Regions from separate parts of the Zea mays genome. Here region 2 is linked to region 1. Evidence: chromatin contacts called from public Hi-C data. All regions are on one chromosome and are shown on one strand. The core of a region is the stretch at or near the end of the contact, and the rest is flanking DNA. Distances in the headings are between cores, read along the strand shown.

Region 1 (3,510 bases), core at 327-2,826:
GAATAGACCAAATAGACCGACAATTCGGTCTATTCGGGTTCGGTTCGGGTTCGGGTTCGGTTTTAAAATGTCCACCCCTACTTATATTTGCATGTCATGGGATGTGCTACGCTGACAACGATGTAGATAGACCATGAGGGTGTCCTTACATAATTTTACTGAGCTAGCCCCTCCCTGATGAGGCTAAGAAAGGTCCCGAGGGCACTAGTCCCTAGGTGCAGTGGTCTTTCCTGAGTCGAGATCTTTGAGTGTGTCTTGATTGCAGCCAAGGGTACGCCCTTGGCGGGGCGCTGACAAATAGCTTTTGGCTCGGTGTTTAAACATAAATCTCCAACAAAGAATCACAGTACAACAGAAATCCTGCTGATTTTGTCCTCTTCTACCAATTGAACATATACATAGTAACATTGAATCGGCTCCCATTTGCATGCTGGAGCCAAATGAGATGGCGAGATTACCATAACTGACTAATTCAGTTATTTATTTAATGTGGGAGTATATGCATTGATTAGCATCTGTTTCTGCTTGAAATGTTTGTATACTTACTTATTTCAAACATTTCCTATTTCTTCAATAGCTCATGGCTTGCATTATCTCAAAAGTTATGGCATGTCAAAGTGCTATAATGGCATCTACTTAAGCATTAATATTTGTACTAGTCAGCATCTATTGAAGAAACGAGTCGACGTTAAACACTGAGAAGAAGGCGCAGTCCACAAGAGAAAAGCTCACCACAATCCCACTTGCCCTGGCACCGAAAGAAGGATTCGTCTCGCTTGATGCACGCAGGGTGGTACACCTTCGGGCAACCCCTAAAGGCAAAGTGAAGCTTATCAGCACGCACAGTGAAGCGGAAGCTGCATTACTTGACCGTACGTGATGCAACAGCTAGCTAATCGCGCGCGCGCGCGCACGCACTGACACACACACACACCTCCGGTCGCAAACCACGAGGCTGCCCCCATCGAAGCAGATGAAGCAGACCTCCTCCTCGTCCTTCTTGTTCCCCGGCTTCACCGGCGCAGGCACCGGCGCCGCACCGTCCCTGTTCTTCGGCGGCCTGCCTCTCTTCCTCTTCACCGGTGCCGCGGCGGCGGGCTGCTGCTGCTGCTGCTGGGGCGGGGGCGGGGCCGCGGCCCCCATGATCGATCCGAGGAACTGCGGGTCATCATCAAAGACCTCCCCGTGCAGATGGGGCGCGACCCCGACGCTTCGCAGTCGCAGCGAAGCGGAGGCGGGGGCGGGCGGGGGCGGCCCTGGGGGCTCCGGCACGGAGGGCAGCGGCGGGAGGCGGAGCTCTGGGGGCCACTCGGCCTCGCCGGGAGAGAGCACCTCGGCGCCCGGGCCGGTCCCCCCGTCCATGGATCAGCAGGCCCCCCCAACCCAAGCTTAAGCTCAAAAGCCCGCCTAACCCTAGCTCGTCGACGTCCACCAACCCTCGCTCGAGGTCGAGGCCTCGTCGTCGCCGCCGCGCGGTCTCCCACGGGCTCACGGACCCGAATATGATGTGGTTGGTAGGTACAGGACTGCGAGAGGTGGGCACTGGCCTGGGGCAGAGAGAAAGTGATGAAGATGATACGAGGCTGGGGAAGGCAGAGGCAGGGGGGGTAAACGGGGCGAGCAAGCTGGCGGGCTAGCGTAAAGAGGTGAAGGCTTTTCCAGTAAAAAAAAATCGCGGCGGTCAGGGGTCTGTCTGGGTGCCTTTTGGGTCCTGAGAAATTAACCTTTGGTTATGATGGCAGATCTAATACATTAATGATTGATGATTTGGTGATGTTCGTAAAGATAAAATAAAATAAAATGTCTCTTTGCGTCCGGCCGGACCGGGAGCGGGGCGCACCGCGCCGCACCGCACCGGCACGACACGGCAGGCGCACGGGTACAGAGAAAAAGGCAAAGCGGGGCGGGGCAGCGCTGCGCTCGACGCTCGTTTCTCGGCGGGGGCGTCGTCGGCGATTGCCGATTGGGCGAGCGGCGAGCGGCGGGAGGACCCGGAGACAAGCTAGAGGTCCAAGACGTGTGTGTTGCCTTGCTTGTAGTCTGTGGACGACGGGAACGGGACGGGGTGGCGTGGTTGGTCGCTGCATTTTATTGGGCCGCAGCGGGTCCAGTACACGGTTTGCCGTGCGTGGCATAGTGGTCGTGGGTTCTCGACGACTTCTCGCGCCCGTTCTCCGGTTTGTGCACGTGATGGGCAGGCAGACCGCAGAAGCTCCGATCCATCCTTGCTCGCGAAGCGCGACCATTGCCGGCCTGCGCGCATCGCAGCCACGACATGCTTCGCTGACGTACCGTATCCAACCCCAGCCTGAATTTTCTGCACATGCTGGTTCTGGGTGCTGTGCTGTGCCTGCTGTGTGTGTGTGCTCGACTCGTCCCAGGTCCCACCTTCCAGCTGCCCTCCGGAGTCCGGACCCGACAGTCCAGCACACCGGCAACTAATATTGTCTGTGTGCGTATTTGGTCTCCTTGGTAAACTAATAGCCGTCACCGTCAGGCTAGTCTCCACTCTAACCCATATGAAAACTGGCCTTGCTGTTACCCGGATAGTTGACTGGAAGTTAGCTAAAAGGATGCTTAAACTAAACAAGGTGACGTGCGCGCAGGTTTCTGATCACTGATCAGCTGGAGGCGGGGGGGTTACGCGCCGTTACAGCCTTTTTATTAGCTAGTACTGTTACTGTACGTAGTAGATGGGATAGCGAAAGCTCCTTTGGCTTTTAGTGCGCGGGCGCGGACGGGTGGAGAAAAGAAGACCCAGCTAAAAAGATGCACAAGTGAACACATGCCATTAAATAAAACATACACGTCGGAAAAGGCACATGTTTACGTGGACCGGATGTTGGTGCAGCAGTTCACTACTACTAGTATACATAAGAAAATTGCGGGTTCGCTTTGGCCTTTTTGGTAGTATAGTACTTGTAAACTCGCTCGGACAAAGAACGGAAGGGAGAAACTTGTTACGTTTTGACGCAACACCTGGCATGGCACGTAGTAGTAGGTACTAGTACTTGTTACGTTTTGACGCGCGCGCGCCGCGCACCCAAACGCGCCGTGACACGTCGGTCGTCTGCAGCGCCACGCCAGAAAAGGACGACGGCATCGACACAGACAGCACCACCCCTGCCTGCATCACGTACCCTGGTGGGGTACCGGGCACTGCTGCTTTACACCATCAGCTTTATCTGCTTTTCAAAGTGCACAAACACGTAATCCAAGTCCCGACACAAGTTTGCTCCAGGACATCCAATCCAAACCTCTTTCCACTCTTCCCGAGTGGATGAACCACTAGTCCGCGGTTACCAGGCTCTGCGTCAATAGAAAAGAGCAGCACAGGATCAGAAATCTCCCCACGAGAACGTAGCCAGAGGCAGAGACCATACCCTACTGATGGTTTGCTGCATTGCGACAGCCACAGGTCGATGTGCTTGGCGATCCTCTCCCTTGCGGTATTGACTACAGCGAGAGACGAGCAGTTCGAAGCGTCCCCTGGTCAGTGCATACCGAGTC
Region 2 (3,510 bases), core at 340-2,839, 270 kb after region 1:
AGCACATTCCAGCAGGTAACACCAAGTCTTCCGACGGCTGTTCTGTATCCACAATCTATGTTTATTTGTGAAAATGCACCTCACGGTAGGGTTGCGGAGAAAAGGTTTATTTGTGAAGCTACTCTGACATTAAGTCCATCTTTTCCCTGTGCAGATGTGGATCTCAAGGGCTGAGTATGAGGAGTCTGGTCCAGCTATTGTCCACAGGAAGTGCTTCTAGACGTCACTCCTCGTGGAAATGCCTTTGTTTCATGACATATCTATGGGTGGTCGCTCTGCTACAGCTCGCAGTTTTTTGTGTATGCCACAAGCCGCATATATATATATCCATTCTGGTAACGTTGTGGAGTCAGCCGAGCACTGTATGAAGTATGTAGTTTGGTTTGATATATATTGATTGGATTATTACTTGATTCTATGGGGTCTTGGATGCCAGCTGGAATGTGCAAAGTTCGCGCTTGCAAGTTGCAACATCGTTTCTGTTGCTTTTCCGATTTTTCTTGTCCTGCTTATGTTGGCAGACCTACAGGCGTGGAAGAAAGAAGAGAGAGAAAGAACAGGTATAAGTGTATATTTGGGTTGGGTCTGATGGGTTGGTCCAAAGCACGAAAAAAGCAGGTCCAGGTACGGCACGACCTGATATATCGGGCCGAGTTTGAGTCGAGGAGCGACCTATGGGCGGGTACGAGCACGACTCATTTAAAGCAGGCACAAAATGGTCCATATAGAGGCACGAAAAAACTCATATATTCATTTAAACCATACTTCATTCCATATTTTATATACTTGATAAAAAACACCAAGCTAGAGATGATGCTAGTTATATGTTTTTAGCTTTGAATTAGAGTATATGATGTAATTTTACTTTTGTTATGAACATTAGATAATAAACTGAATTTACGAACTCTATATAGAGCTAATTACTCTTTTTTTGTTCTAACAAAATGATTTTTTAACGAGGTAGTCATTGCATAGCTTTGGTAACTTAATACAAATATTAAGTTTGCTTTTGGTCAAATTTATTTATCTTATCTTTTATTTGTTTTATTAATTTGTTTTTAATTTCGGGCCCTAATGTGAATTTTGGGCCAAAAATTGAATTTTGGTTCTTTTACAATTTCGGACCGTCCGAAATGAGTCTGTCACGTTTAAGCAATTACGTCCCAGACCCTGCACTGAGGGCTAGGCCGAGTCGGCCTGACACGAACCAATATTCGCTGAGGGTTAGGCCGAGTCGGCCTGGCACGAACCAAAATTCAAACGGGTCAGATGGCCCGAAATTTACACGGGTTGGTTCTTTCAGGTTTGGGCTGGGTCGGGTCGGACGGTCGGAATGTACAACTATAAGCAAAGGAGATAAGTCCGCCCCCTCCCCACAGCCAGCACTCAACGAGGGATTGCCGTACAATTTTAATTCAGCTGCAGTTTCGGTTTATATAATATTTTGTCTTTATTGATTACAGCTGCGCAGTGGTAACAGAGGTTGCATGTCGCTGTGCTGTGCGATTATTGCACCCGTAGGCCCTACTTGTGTAGTATAGTAATTGTGATGCCGAAGCCTGAAATGAATAGATGGATGGGATGGGATTAGCAGTGCTACTCATCTGAAAACCACATATATGACTCTCATCGGAAGTCTTCACTCGGGGTATACTTCGTCTTCCAGCGGGTCGACCTTGGAGAAACTCGACCAGCTGCACTGATGCGCTTAGATCAAGAGGATTCGAACGTCCCTTCAATCACTGCCGCCTCGACGATGATGCACTGATCGAGGTAGTGAGATTCGGTTCCATCGAGCTCGAGGTCGATGCCTGTTCGTCTCTCCCGTTGATCTCATTTCTACGATTCAGTCCAGCACTATTCATCGTTTCGTCCTAGATCTTTCTTTTACGAGTTGATCCTTGAACGCAGGAGGGCTAGCTCGGGAGTGGAATATCTACTGACCCCCGACTCCGCAAGGCATGTCCAAGCCAGCAGCCTCACCACCCTCTTCTTTGCCTTTGCCCTTGTGTCCATCCAACCAACCAGCCACAGCCACTAGAGAGGTCGAATCCTTACTTTCTTGCAAACAATGGGCCTCCTTCCAATCCACAGAATCATCTTGCTGTGTTTTTGCTCGTCTAGCTTATTACTGCCTCCTCCAGTATCATCGGACAGCCGCATCCTTCCCAACAAGCCGCTGACTGTTGGAAGCACGCTCACCTCCGATGACGGCACTTTTGCCCTGGGCTTCTTCTCCCCGTCCAACCCGGACAAGAAACACTACTACTATGTTGGTATATGGTACGCCAACATTCCCAAGGACAACGTCGTGTGGGTTGCCAACCGTGGAACCCCAATAATCACGGACCCTTCCTCTGCAACACTTGCCCTGACGAACACGTCCGATCTTGTTTTGTCCAGCGCGGACGGCCAGACGCTTTGGATGGCAAACACCAGCGCTGCTGCGTCGTCGGAGCCGGAGACCACCGCCGGAGAAGCCACGCTTGACAACACTGGAAACTTCATCCTCTGGAGTTCACAGGGCGCCGTCTTATGGCAAAGCTTCGATTACCCGGCCGACACTCTTCTGCCTGGCATGAAATTTAGAGTCACCCACCGTAGGCATGCACTGCAACAGCTGGTCTCTTGGAAGGGCCCCCAAGACCCAGCCCCGGGCAGCTTCTCCTACGGCGCAGATCCTGACGAGCTCCTGCAGCGCTTTGTCAGGAATGGCTCGAGACCATACTGGAGAAGTCCGGTGTTGAATAGTTACTTGGTAGCCAGGTCATATATCGGAATTCTCAAGTCCACTATCTACCTCACAATAAGCAAATACGACGACGGTGAGGTCTATATGTCCTTTGGCGTACCCGGTGGCTCCTCATCGTCAACTGCCATGAAGATCAAAATGGACTACTCAGGAAAGATAGAAATCCTAATCTGGAACACCAACATTTTGGAATGGTACGTCCTGGAGGCACAGCCTATGAATGAATGCAGTACATATGGATATTGTGGTCCGTTTGGGTACTGTGATAACACAGAGCTTAATGCGACATGCAAGTGTCTCGACAGTTTCGAGCCAATAAGCAACGAAGGCAGGAGCAATGGAAGTTTTACAGAAGGATGCCGCCGCAAGGAGACACTAAGATGCGGCGAAGAAGATACTAGTTTCTTAACTTTGGCGGACATGAAGATTCCCGACGAGTTCGTGCATGTCAAGAATAGAAGCTTCGACGGATGCACGGCGGAATGCGCTAGCAACTGCTCCTGCACAGGTTACGCTTATGCCAATTTCAGCACCACGGCTTTCACCGGGGATGACACAAGGTGCCTATTATGGATGGGAGATTTGATTGACACAGCGAAGCGCACTGGAGATGGAGAAAATCTTTACCTTCGAGTAAACAGATCAAGTGGTATAATTTTTGCTCCTATTTCTTTCTTTTACCCACGCAGCATCAGAGCATGAATAAGCTCTAAAAAACAATTAGTGGCTGCAACAAGAAAAGCTAAGAGTTGATAATA

The links. Hi-C and Micro-C count contacts between places; a contact is called where the count stands out from the background.
Region 2: a contact with region 1 is called in a Hi-C map of tassel, with 2.3 times the contacts expected there. The contact joins the promoter of LOC103626112 here to the promoter of LOC103626106 in region 1. A contact is called at or near these places in 3 of 25 Hi-C or Micro-C datasets (ear, leaf and tassel).

The regions. Positions count from the first base shown.
Region 1 is chr5:23,710,570-23,714,079 of Zm-B73-REFERENCE-NAM-5.0, forward strand. LOC103626106 (zinc finger CCCH domain-containing protein 44) reads right to left here and starts at 1,577. Exons shown (of 11, transcript XM_008646482.4): 1 at 935-1,577; 2 at 733-812. The coding sequence starts at 1,362. LOC100279875 reads right to left here. Exons shown (of 14, transcript NM_001152828.1): 13 at 3,384-3,489; 14 at 2,771-3,309. The coding sequence ends at 3,300.
Region 2 is chr5:23,983,282-23,986,791 of Zm-B73-REFERENCE-NAM-5.0, forward strand. LOC103626112 (putative G-type lectin S-receptor-like serine/threonine-protein kinase At1g61610) reads left to right here and starts at 1,590. Exons shown (of 7, transcript XM_020538154.2): 1 at 1,590-3,401. The coding sequence starts at 2,072. It overlaps LOC100280540 (actin-2), which reads left to right. Exons shown (of 5, transcript NM_001153459.2): 4 at 1-15; 5 at 155-413. The coding sequence ends at 220.